Linked DNA regions of Mus musculus: region 1 is linked to region 2. Evidence: chromatin contacts called from public Hi-C data. All regions are on one chromosome and are shown on one strand. Each heading gives the region's core, a stretch centred on a gene start, on an enhancer-like site or on the middle of the called end of the contact. The rest is flanking DNA. Distances are from core to core; before and after follow the strand shown. Region 1 overlaps Chrm3 (cholinergic receptor, muscarinic 3, cardiac). Region 2 overlaps Chrm3 (cholinergic receptor, muscarinic 3, cardiac).

The links. Hi-C and Micro-C count contacts between places; a contact is called where the count stands out from the background.
Region 1: a Hi-C map of cortical neurons shows a contact between it and region 2, with 3 times the contacts expected there. The contact joins two enhancer-like sites. A contact is called at or near these places in 1 of 39 promoter capture datasets (the C10 cell line), 4 of 484 Hi-C or Micro-C datasets (cerebral cortex, cortical neurons, forebrain and 1 more) and 2 of 115 datasets of contacts at active chromatin or transcription factors (embryonic stem cells and heart atrium).

Annotation. Positions count from the first base shown.
Region 1 is chr13:10,233,551-10,239,057 of GRCm38.p6, reverse strand. The region is part of intron 1 of Chrm3 (cholinergic receptor, muscarinic 3, cardiac); the gene reads left to right. Among named protein-coding and RNA genes, the nearest start is that of Gm26861, 120 kb to the left of the region's middle. Within about 2 kb of position 2,562, at least 8 of the 459 cell types and tissues checked have an H3K27ac peak or open chromatin away from gene starts, as enhancers often do. A contact at or near this core is called in cortical neurons, where this site is marked.
Region 2 is chr13:9,879,456-9,885,278 of GRCm38.p6, reverse strand. The region is part of intron 4 of Chrm3 (cholinergic receptor, muscarinic 3, cardiac); the gene reads left to right. Among named protein-coding and RNA genes, the nearest start is that of Gm40665, 86 kb to the right of the region's middle. Within about 2 kb of position 2,793, at least 43 of the 459 cell types and tissues checked have an H3K27ac peak or open chromatin away from gene starts, as enhancers often do. A contact at or near this core is called in cortical neurons, where this site is marked.

The sequences.
Region 1 (5,507 bases), core at 1,313-3,812, 350 kb before region 2:
TTATGAAGCACACACTAATACTAGATAAATGTGTTTAAGAAAATTCTTATTGTGGAATTTCTTATCCTGAGGCCTTTGGGTGGTGGAGTCAGACAAGAACACAGCCCCTAATATTATGCCTATCCTAATGCTTCTACATCTAGGCTACTTGGCACCATCATCCCAAGGACCTTTCCCCCTAATTTATTAATTGATAAGTTTGTATCCATATAAACCATATATCTGACCCTATCCACCCCCAACTCCTCCCTCCAATATTTTAGAAGCCTCTGAGGCTCTAGACAGGACAGTTTCAGCTGAATCCCTGGGAGTGAAGCTCAGACTTAGGTCTTAAAGCTTCTCAAGAGACTCCTTTGGAAGGCAGGTTGGAAAATCCTGAGCTAAACTTACCTGAAGCCTGAGCTGGGTTCAAAGTGGACTGGAAAGAGGCATAGTCTTCTAGGGAGTGGTTGGGATTGAGTTCAGATACCAGCTTTCCTCACAACTAGTATACTAAAACAAACACAACTCTTTTACCATTCTAGCCTATCTCAGTGTTCATTGAAACAGCCCCTAAGCAAGAGATGCTGACCTAAATTACCCTGTAATTAACCTGATTCACATCTCCTAATAGGATGCTTTTTTCAGTCTTGTACAGCTGAATCTTACTTCCAAATCTATAAAGTCTGGTTAGGGTTGTACCACACATGAATCGCTGACTTTTACTATTAGTAGACAGAGATACGAAGTATCTCTACTTGAGTCAAGAGCTTTAGCCAGGCATAATGGTACACCTGCCCACTGGATGTGACAGCTGACCAGGCATTGGTACTTTCTAGAGACCCCTAGCTAATATGAGGTTCCCCTATACCTTTAGCTAATAAAAGTTTCTCAATACCATGTTTGTGCCATTGTTTCTGTTAAGTGCAAGTATGTGCTCCGTGTGTCAGGCCCGTGTTGAATGAGACTAATCCCTAAACCAGGAACTAAACATGGTATCATTTATTAGACTTTATTTTTCTGTTACATTGTCTTTGCCACCAGTTTTATACCAAGTTTGTTCTGTCCACTGTGGAAGCCATAGTGGTAAAAAAAAAATAGTTTTCACTGTGTCCCTTTGACATCTCCAAACCATAGTGAGTCTTTGATGAAGGCAGTTTTGCTTCATGCTAACAGCCTGCAGAAGACTCACTGTATTTATCCTCGTTTCTCAGATGAAAAGACAGTCGGTTGGATAAAGTTTGCTCAGCAAGGTAACATGGTTAATAAATGACAGAAGTAGAGGAGCCAACCCTAGGATGTTGAATTTTCAAAACCTAAACTGTTGAACAAGAATTGTGAAGACTAGATTTATTTTTAAACCAACTCTTTAAAAAAAAAATCAGTACCAATGTTCATTTGTATCTTTTCATGTTCCCACTCACCTTATCTTCACCAGCCTTCACCTCAACCACCATTGGCATGTTGACTGCTGACAATCGGAGATAATTGAGAGTGTCTTACCAATTGATACTCCTGAAGTCTGGGATGTTTGCTCTCTGCTTCAAGATGAACCGTCACTTTCAATTTTCAGACTCTGTTCAAATGTCAAGCAATTCCCTGTGAAGCTTGGCCTGAGCTCCTGTGTCTGTTAATTACTCTCTCCTCTGTGCTCTTGCATCTCTTGGCAGATACTACAACCCAGAATCCATCACTCACTAAATAATGATTTCTGGTGTTTTAATTAACCTTCATTAGCCTCAGTTTCCCTATCTATACAAAGGATGACAATCAACATACTCCTCTTGGTAGCTTATGAGTATGAAAGGAGACACTTCATCTGTATTGGTTTGACTGACCGTGGTCCCCTGGGCTCGTATGTATGAATATTTGATACCCAGTTTAAGAAAGTGTTAGGGAGGGATTAGGAAGTAATACCTTGTTGGAGGAAGTGTGTCACTGCATGTGAGTTTTGAAATTTCAAAAGCCCATGACATTCCCAGTTTCCCAGTTAGCTTTTTCTGTATCATGATACTCTTTCAAGATATAAGCTTTCAGCTATCACTCCAGAACTATGCCTGCTTGTCTGCTGCCTGATGTCCCCTGCCATGATAGTCATAACCTCTATCCCTCTGGAATTATGAGCCCCGAATTAGACCCTTCTATAATTTGTCTTGGTCATGGGATTTTAACACAGCAATAGAAAATTAAATAAAGCAGAATACAAGATACTTAACTGCATATCACAGAATAAGAATGTGTAAAATTCCAACTATGCCATTCTATTTCATCTCTTTGTTATTAAAGCCCATGCTGCTGTAGGTTCATCAGTGATGCTTGTGAACTTCCCAGCTATGGGTTCTTGGGCAGATTTACAATGTCAGACATATGTTTTTCCTCCTTTAGAACAAGCATTAAACTGAAGCAGAATGTGGCTTGTTATCCTCATAACATATGTGTCATTATTGCATCCATGGGCATATCTTGCCATGCATTTTATTATTGTAGCTTGCCGGGTTCACAGGAGGGTAAGGCTGATGACTCCGCGAGCAGCCTGCTTAGCACCTTCTGCTACTATGAAATCTAGCCAGCAGAGAAGAAGCTTCCTAGTCATGTACTCAAACTCTTAAAAATATTTTCTCCTGCTATAGGATTGCTTTGTAGGAGGGTGGGCATGACGATCTGTAATTTGTATCTCTAGGTTTTGCCAAGTGCTTAGCTCAAAATGGAAACCTGTGAGCTCATGCATGCTTCTCAACTCCTCCATCCCCTAAAGAAGGTCCCACCCAAGGCTGAAATGTGGCTTCAAAGAAAAGTGTATAAGTGATTGACATAAAGAGTCTTTAATAAAGGTCATCCTCTGTTGTTACTTACTGAGCTTTAGAGATACAGAGGCTACAGCTAGGACACAGTCACACACTTTAACATCACTGCTTTCTTTCTCTTATGCTGAGACTATGGCATGTCACCACAGCCCGTGCTGCCATGGTCCCTCTGAGTAGCAGGGTCCTGAAAGATCTTGTGGTCTCATCTCACTGGTGCTTGGCAGACCTGAGTCCTGCAGCTGTACAAGAGCCAGGCTCTCGGAGAGACCTGCTAAGTCCCCCTGCCATGCTTCATTGACAGGGGATGGACTCTTGCCCTGAGTTGGTTCTGTTCACCCTGGACTTTTAGCTGACCATCTGTTTGAAGGCTCAGGACACGGTGATGGCAGAGCAAATGTGGCAGCCACCTATAGATAGCAATGATCAGTTTTGCGATCAGAGAACTGATGTCAAAGCATGATTGGCAGTGTGCCTAGTAGCCTTCATAACAAATAAAACATGTAGATCCTAGGGAATCAGAGGTGAAAGAGAGAAATAAAAGAGCATTAATTTAATTTGAGATAGAGACAAAAATCAAATACTTTTTCTGGAAGACTCCAAGAACCCAACTTGGCTATTTCTCTGCTGATTCAGGCTTAAGGGGGAAAATCTATACTTGTTCCACCCCCTCATCACCTCCCATTCACTTCTGAACTCACTGATGTCTTTTTCTAGTGTCTGATGGGCTGGTTTGGCAAACGCTGCCTTTCAAGAAAAAAAAAAGTTTAAGAAATCATTACTGGGAGATATATGTAAGTCTTGGTTTGCTTGAAAAGGCAATTAACCAGACTGAAGCATGCATGGTGTTTAATGGTAACCAGTTACTAATTCAGAAATGGAAAAATATGAAGTTCCAGCTCTTTCATATAATTCATGTATTTTATATATCAGTAATTACCTGTGACTTTGCTTGGCAATTATCTTTATTTATCTCTATCCACTCACAGTCCATCATTAGAATGCACCTGTCTGCAGATGTCAACATATGATGGATCAAAACTGACTTCAACACTTCAACCATTTTTAAAAAGAACCTTAGCTTATTTATTATTTTTAGTTATGTTTATATGGGGAAGGGGTAAGAGATTTTTAGGAGAATTTTTAATAAATTAGCAGTCGGGTACAAAAAAAAGTACAAAATTTACAACATGCAGAATAATCAACTAGTTGTGTAGAAGAATATAGGCTTTGTGTTCCTTGATTTTAGAACCAGCTATAAGAGGCACCAGTCACAGTCAGGTAGTATTACATCAGGGGAGGCATGCAAACTGAAGGATAGAAAACTCTTTCAATAGCTTGTGGCAATTTTATTCTCATACATTGAGTAAGATAGGTCCTACATGAAAGGACTCGATCGGTATGACATCATTTGCATGGCATTCTGGGAGAAAGTGCAAGTACCAATGTCATTTGTTGGGGCTAGGGTAGTAGTAGAGAGCTGGCACACAGGAACATGACTGGCTTTCTAGGGTGGTGGAGCTGTTTTCTATTTTGACTGTATTTTTACACTTCTGTGTTTGTTGATAAGATCCCTTCAAACCTCACACCAAAAAGGCCGTTTCCTTATGTTAACTATTCCTAAGCAAGCCCAACTGTACAGTCTGAAAAGAGCATTCTGCATTTAATCGTTTGACCAATATCATCAGTGGAGGGAAGAGCCCCAGTTCAGATTCAAGTGACCTGGTCTTCACCACTTACAGACTGAGAGATTTCTTTTTGGTGGGGGGGGGCCAGGGGAGGTGTGGTGGATGACTTAATGTCACTCCTAAATTCCACCTCTCCCATTCCAATCCCTTACATGATGAAGATGTCCTGTATTGAACTGACTTCTGTATTTACATGTAGTTCTCCTTGGGATTATCTTATTTTAAAACAAGTTGTGTATATTCCATCTTAGATCTACTCACTGGCTATGAGACTACGAACCCCAGTTTCTGTGAAACACAGGGGATCCTAACAGTATTAGATTACTGTGAGGATAAGGGCCTGTACATGGAAAGCGCTCGCCCACGTTCTGGGCATGAGCAGGCATGTGAGCAGTGTTAACTGTAACAGTGTGCTTGCTAAGCGGGACTAGGAACAGAGTGAAGGGGAAGAGAAGAGGCAGGAGAAAGCTAAGGAGGAAAGAGAGCAGCAGAAGCACATGAGAGTTCAAATAATGAGCTTATGGCCATGCCTTTCAGGAAGGTTTTACAAGCATCTTTTTCTTTAATTTAAGTGGTTCTTATCCTCAGTGCAATTAGTGAAGATGATAAGTCTTGGTCTGAAAATGACTTTTAATCCTTTCCTCCACCCAAGGCAGACGCCCCGGAAGCCACTTCCTCTGTTGTGTTTGCTGGCCCTTTGCTCAAACTTCTGGCTTTCTTTCTGCATTAACTAAACGCCTCCTCACCCTGTAACGAGAGGGCTTGACCGCCTCTGTACCACATCGGCAGCTCTGATGCATGGGAGAGAGCCCTTTGTCCTCTGTCTGCCAAATGGATATTTCAACCCAATTAGATTATGTTGGAGCTGGATGTAAAATTCAGATAGACTACAGAGATGCTCTAGTTTGTAAGTTATGTATGAAAAAGCACACTGATTTTTTTTTTGTCTAGTTAATTTAACTGTCCTTATTTCAACTTGAGAGGATACAGCCTTTGGAACACCAGCCCAGAGAAAGTAGCATGCATAGAAGTTAATTTT
Region 2 (5,823 bases), core at 1,544-4,043:
TATAACAAGAGTAACAGCTCCCAATATTGCCAAGTTTCCCCCAGGGGAAGAGCCTTCTGAAGAGAGAACCATCACGTTAGAGTCTACAAAGAGTGAGCTTTTATAAATCTTAGAAAAAATCCATTCCACTGCCAATCAGAGAGGAGCCTTCTGTTTATCTTCCTGTCTTAGAGAAACTACTGTGGATCAGGCTGAGTGTGGATCAGGCTGGGTGTGGATCAGGCTGGGTGTGGATCAGGCTGGGTGTGGATCAGGATGGGTGTGGATCAGGCTGGGTGTGGATCAGGCTAGGTGTGGATCAGGCTGGGTGTGGATCAGGCTGGGTGTGGATCAGGCTGGGTGTGGATCAGGCTGGGTGTGGATCAGGCTGGGTGTGGATCAGGCTGGGTGTGGATCAGGTGTTTCCTGTCGTTGCTGTTCAGTCCTCAAGTGTTGGGTTCTGCATTTTTCTCTAACAAGGAAGCAAGGTCAGAGGGCTCTGTGACCTACCAGTTGTTGGGGTTGGGGACACATCCTGGACTCTCGGGGGGGAGGGGGGCTGTGGCAGAGCTTCTCCTGCTTCTGCTTGAGCGCCCCTAAAGTAGGAACTGAGTTGGGGGAGACAGAAAAATCAATGGGAAGCTGTTGTATGCAGAGCAAGGACAGAAATAACAAGAGAGACCCTGCCTCAAAGCCAAGGTAGGGAGACAGTGGGGCTATCACGCACTGCTTCCGCTTTGAGGGATTTTGAGTTTTTGTTTTGTTTTTTCAAAGTTACAATTGCATATAGAGATGTATCAGTTGGAATGTGCAAACAAATGGGAATATTAAAGAAAATCAGATATGTGGAACATGTCTGTCTGGCTATAAAGACAGTCTTTTAAGTGTGGACCTTAAAAAAATAGCTAGGAATTTCATAAATTCATTCTTTTTAATAGCTGAGTAGTACTCCATTGTGTAGATGTACCACATTTTCTGTATCCATTCCTCTGTTGAGGGGCATCTGGGTTGAAAAAAAAAAAAAAAAGAAAAGAAATGACTAAATTCAATGGAGGAACTAGAGAAAGCACCCAAGGAACTAAAGGGAACTGCAACCCTATAGGTGGAACATCTGGGTTCTTTCCAGCTTCTGGCTATTATAAATAAGGCTGCTATGAACATAGTGGAGCATGTGTCCTTCTTACCAGTTGGGGCATCTTCTGGATATATGCCCAGGAGAGGTATTGCTGGATCCTCCGGTAGTACTATGTCCAATTTTCTGAGGAACCGCCAGAATGACACCATTGCATACACTAGCAAGATTTTATTGAAATGACCCAGATGTAGCTGTCTCTTGTGAGACTATGCCGGGGCCTAGCAAACACAGAAGTGGATGCTCACAGTCAGCTAATGGATGGATCACAGGGCTCCCAATGGAGAAGCTAGAGAAAGTAGCCAAGGAGCTGAAGGGATCTGTAACCCTATAGGTGGAACAACATTATGAACTAACCAGTACCCCGGAGCTCTTGACTCTAGCTGCATATGTATCAAAAGATGGCCTAGTCGGCCATCACTGGAAAGAGAGGCCCATTGGACACGCAAACTGTATATGCCCCAGTACAGGGGAACGCCAGGGCCAAAAAGTGGAAGTGGGTGGGTAGGGGAGTGGGTGGGTAGGGGAGTGGGGGGGAGGGTATGGGGGACTTTTGGTATAGCATTGGAAATGTAAATGAGGAAAATAACTAATTAAAAAAAAAAGAATAAAAGGAGGTCAGAGGACCACCACAGGTTTCAGTCCCCACCTGCTGCCTTGCTTGAGACAGAGTCCCTTATTATTTTTGTGGCTGTATATAATAAGCTAGCTGGCGAGCCAGCTTCTATGGATCCTGCTGTCCCATCCCGCCACGCTAGGAGAGCAGGAATGACAGGAATACACACTATGGTGCTCCTTCTTTACTTGAATTGTAGGGCATCCAAACTTAGGTCCTTACTCTTGAGTGCCCAGTGTTTTACCAACTGAGCCATCCCCTGACCCCTAGGAGATCTTTAAGCAAAATGAATTCCACGGTTATGTAAGATCAAGCGGTATTTCCTCAAAGTGTAGCTGCTTCCCTTTAACAACAAAAGCCTAGCAGTCACAGGGGATGACATTGAATGACCTTCAGAATGTAGAAAGACAGTAGATAAATCTTAGATCTTACGTAAAGGTCTTCCCTCCTCTAAGAACCCTGGGGACACTGCACTAATTGGCTCCGATGAGAGGGGTCTTTCTGGTGTTTGAAAAGAATTACTCATGTTTGCTTTTGACTCCATTCCATTTCTCTAAAAACACTGATAAAAAAATGTTCTAGGCCTGAAAGGTGTTTGTGGAGATCCACAACTATCCTACTTAGATGTTTGGTTTTTTAGGTAAAACGGTGTTATTTCACAAGCCTCAGCCAAGCCTTTCACATCCTGTTGTCACGGTCAAATAAAAGCTTACGAAAGGCAGCAATCGGGCGGGAAGTCTGATACATCATCTTTTTAAAAACAAGCTTTCTCCCTTTTAAGTGGAATTTTATCCCACTTTTAGCCTTCAGGATTGTTTTGTTCACAAGAAGAATCACTGTACCATATTAGGCAACGTCTCTCCTCCTCACAGCTTGAGATGAAGATGAGGGCTTAGGTTCACAAGTTTGATTCCCTTTAAAGACATGTTTGAGTGGAAAGCTCTGTCCACCCTGTTTGATATCCTCTGCCGACCGACCTACCGCGTGACTGAACTAAGCTGAATTCCAAGTCTGTGGTCAGGGACAGCAGGCTGCTTAGGCATCTTACAGCAGCAAAGTTGTTCTTTGAGTCAACTTTGCCACCTAGTGGCCTGATGCGATCTTTCTATTCATGATGACATAGCTGCTGAGTGTTGTAATGAACTATGACAGAAAACAGACACACTCCTGTCCAAAGCAGAGACCCAAAATAAGCCCTGAATATGACATATACCAGATTTACAAAGAGGAAACACCATGTATCTGGTCTTTCAAAAAAAATGGTTGCAAACTGCAAAAGACTTCCCACGATTAGGATAAGAAAAAGAATAATTAAAGTGGAGATAGAATTAGAGAGCTGGAGAGATGGCTCCATGGTTGAGAGCACTTGCTGCTCTTGCATGGGACATGGGTTTGAATCCCAGCATCCGTGTGCTGGTTCACAGCCCTCTGTAACTACAGTCCCGGGGAATTGGATATACTCTCCTGACCTCTCTGAACACCAAACACACCGGTAGTGCACAGACTGTGCAAGCAAAACATTCACACATAAAATAAGCAAATCTAATTTAAAAATATAAAGAAATAGAAATAATTTAGAGTTCTGGGAGCAAGAAGTAACTTAGACTTTCCAAGTAAGAGGTTTAAAAGTTGAGAGTTTCGGCTCACTTTTCTGGATAGATGATAGGACTATATGCTTTGTGGACCAGAAGGACGAGAGAAGCTATAAGAAAATAGCTGACCTGAGACTTATTTCCAAATTTCTTACATTCTTTGATACTGTTGCTCAACTGAACAAGTCTAGTTGTTTTCAGTTTATAAAATATCATGTGACTGTCTGCAGGGAGGGATTTCTTACTGCCTGCATGACTGACTTTAGAAAAACAAGACTTTATTCATGTCTTTGCTCTCAGTTGTAGGACAGATCGTAAGCACATAGGCTGTGACTTCTGGATTCCACAGACCAAACACAGCAGCTTACAATAAGTGATTTTAAGGAGATTTGCTGATGCCAAAATTATTTTCTTTTAGTCCTACTCATTTTTTTTTAACTTTTTAAAAACAAATTTCAAGAGCCAGTGAGATGGATCAACACACAAAGGCACTTGCAACCACTGTTGACCTGAGGCACATTCCCAGCACCCACATGGTAGAAAGAGAGCACCAAATCCCCCAGATTGTCTTCTGACCTCCACCCATGCACCATGGCATATGCACCCACAATATGTATATCACATGTACAAAAAAAGATAAGCTAATAAATAAATATAATAAAAACACTTTAAACAAATTTATTTCTGTACAGTTGGCATTCACAACAAATGAAAAGAGTCAATGGTTTCTACCATGACACAGATTTACATAACCTGATACAGCAGATTATTGCATGTGTGGTCAGAGCAATTCAAATCCACTTGTTTGTTAAAAAAAAAAAAAAGTATAGTTAGGATTAGCTATAACCCTCAAGTTATATATTAGAGAGGTAGACTAGCCTAGAATATTCACTTGCTACTTTAACCAAATAGGTGAATCAAGAGCCATTATCTATGGATAATCAAATTGTTCCTTCAGAACTGCAGGGAACAAAGGGAGATTTTAGTAGTAGTAGTAGTAGTAGTAGTAGTAGTAGGAGGAGGAGGAGGAGGAGGAGGAGGAGTAGAAGTAGTATAAATGCAAGGTCGAAGTGGTTCTATTGATTCAGATGTAGCTATGTCTAGTGTTGAAAGGCCTGTCCTCAGATTGTATCTGTTTCTCAGGGTTTCACCCCATCCTGCTGCTACCTCATCTTCCATTTGCCTTCCCTTACTCTCAGATTTTGTACACAGATACAAAGGTGGTGAACAGCACCCAGCACCTCCAAAGACGAAAGACCTTTCTATCTTCCTAGCATCTACATGCATTGGCCAAGCTGATGCACTTTGTTTGGCTATGTGTCAAGTCCATGACTGTGGTCAAGGACTCGGGGCCAGGTGACAAATGCCTGTCTCAAACCTTGCTGGAAGAGTGTCAGCTTGGACACAAAAGAAAGCCAGTCATAGGAATCTGTCACCCTTTAGCAAGAAAGGATGAGAGACGACAGACAAGAAGCCTTGGGATTTCTGGATATTATGTTTCTTTATGTAATGAAATCCGCATGGTCATCATAAGACAAAAAAACAAGACACCAGAACATTATTCGTTCCCATGAGAGCAGAACCCTGAACCATGCCACAATGGCAAGGGACCCTTGCCATGGGTGTTAGTGCATGACACAGAGTAGCACTAAACTGGTAATATGTGTAAATAAGGTTGCTGTGCAAACCTGGCAGAAAAAAAGAAAAACTTTTTTAGATTCTGTGTCTAAGAACCTTTGCAGAAAATGAGACCCTAGGAAGATAAAGTCTCTCCAGAAAGTATATAAGAAATAAGCATGCTATCCAATGTTATAAAAAATAAGTATATCACATATTTCAATAATGTTTTAAAGATATGATGTCACGAGCTAAGGATGTAGCTCACTTTCTAATTCCCCCACACACACACCATGCAGGAAGGGCCTAGTAGATTCCTCAGGCCCAATTATACTAGGTGTGGTGAAACACACCTTTAATAAGAACACTCCAGAGGTAGAAACAGAAGAATAAGACTTCAAGATCATGTGTGGCTACTTGGTATGCTTGAGACCAGCCTGGGAGATAAATAGATAGATAGATAGATAGATAGATAGATAGATAGATAGATAGATAGATTGTTCCAAAACAATTAAGAGTAAACATGAAGAGGTGGTATTATGTGAAATGGTGGGCACTGTTTTCTCTCTTGCCTTGGGTTGGCTTGGGTCATTTCAGGGAAGCTGAAATAGCTGGTATCACCTTCAAGTTGCTTACGTTCATCATTTTATCAGGTAAATAACCTGCCAACGGCTCACATACCCTTACCAAGTAGAATGACCATAACACTGTGGTTGAAGAATTGCCGCGTAAGCATCTGCTACTTTGTCCCTGTGGAAGTAGAAGAAGTGAGTGAGTCTGCTGTATTTGCTGTCAGCATTCCGAGAAACCTATTTACAAACGTGAGGGGAAGGACCGAGTCTAAGTCCTTGGCTAACTAGTCTACTACCTTGAACAAATCAGTCCCA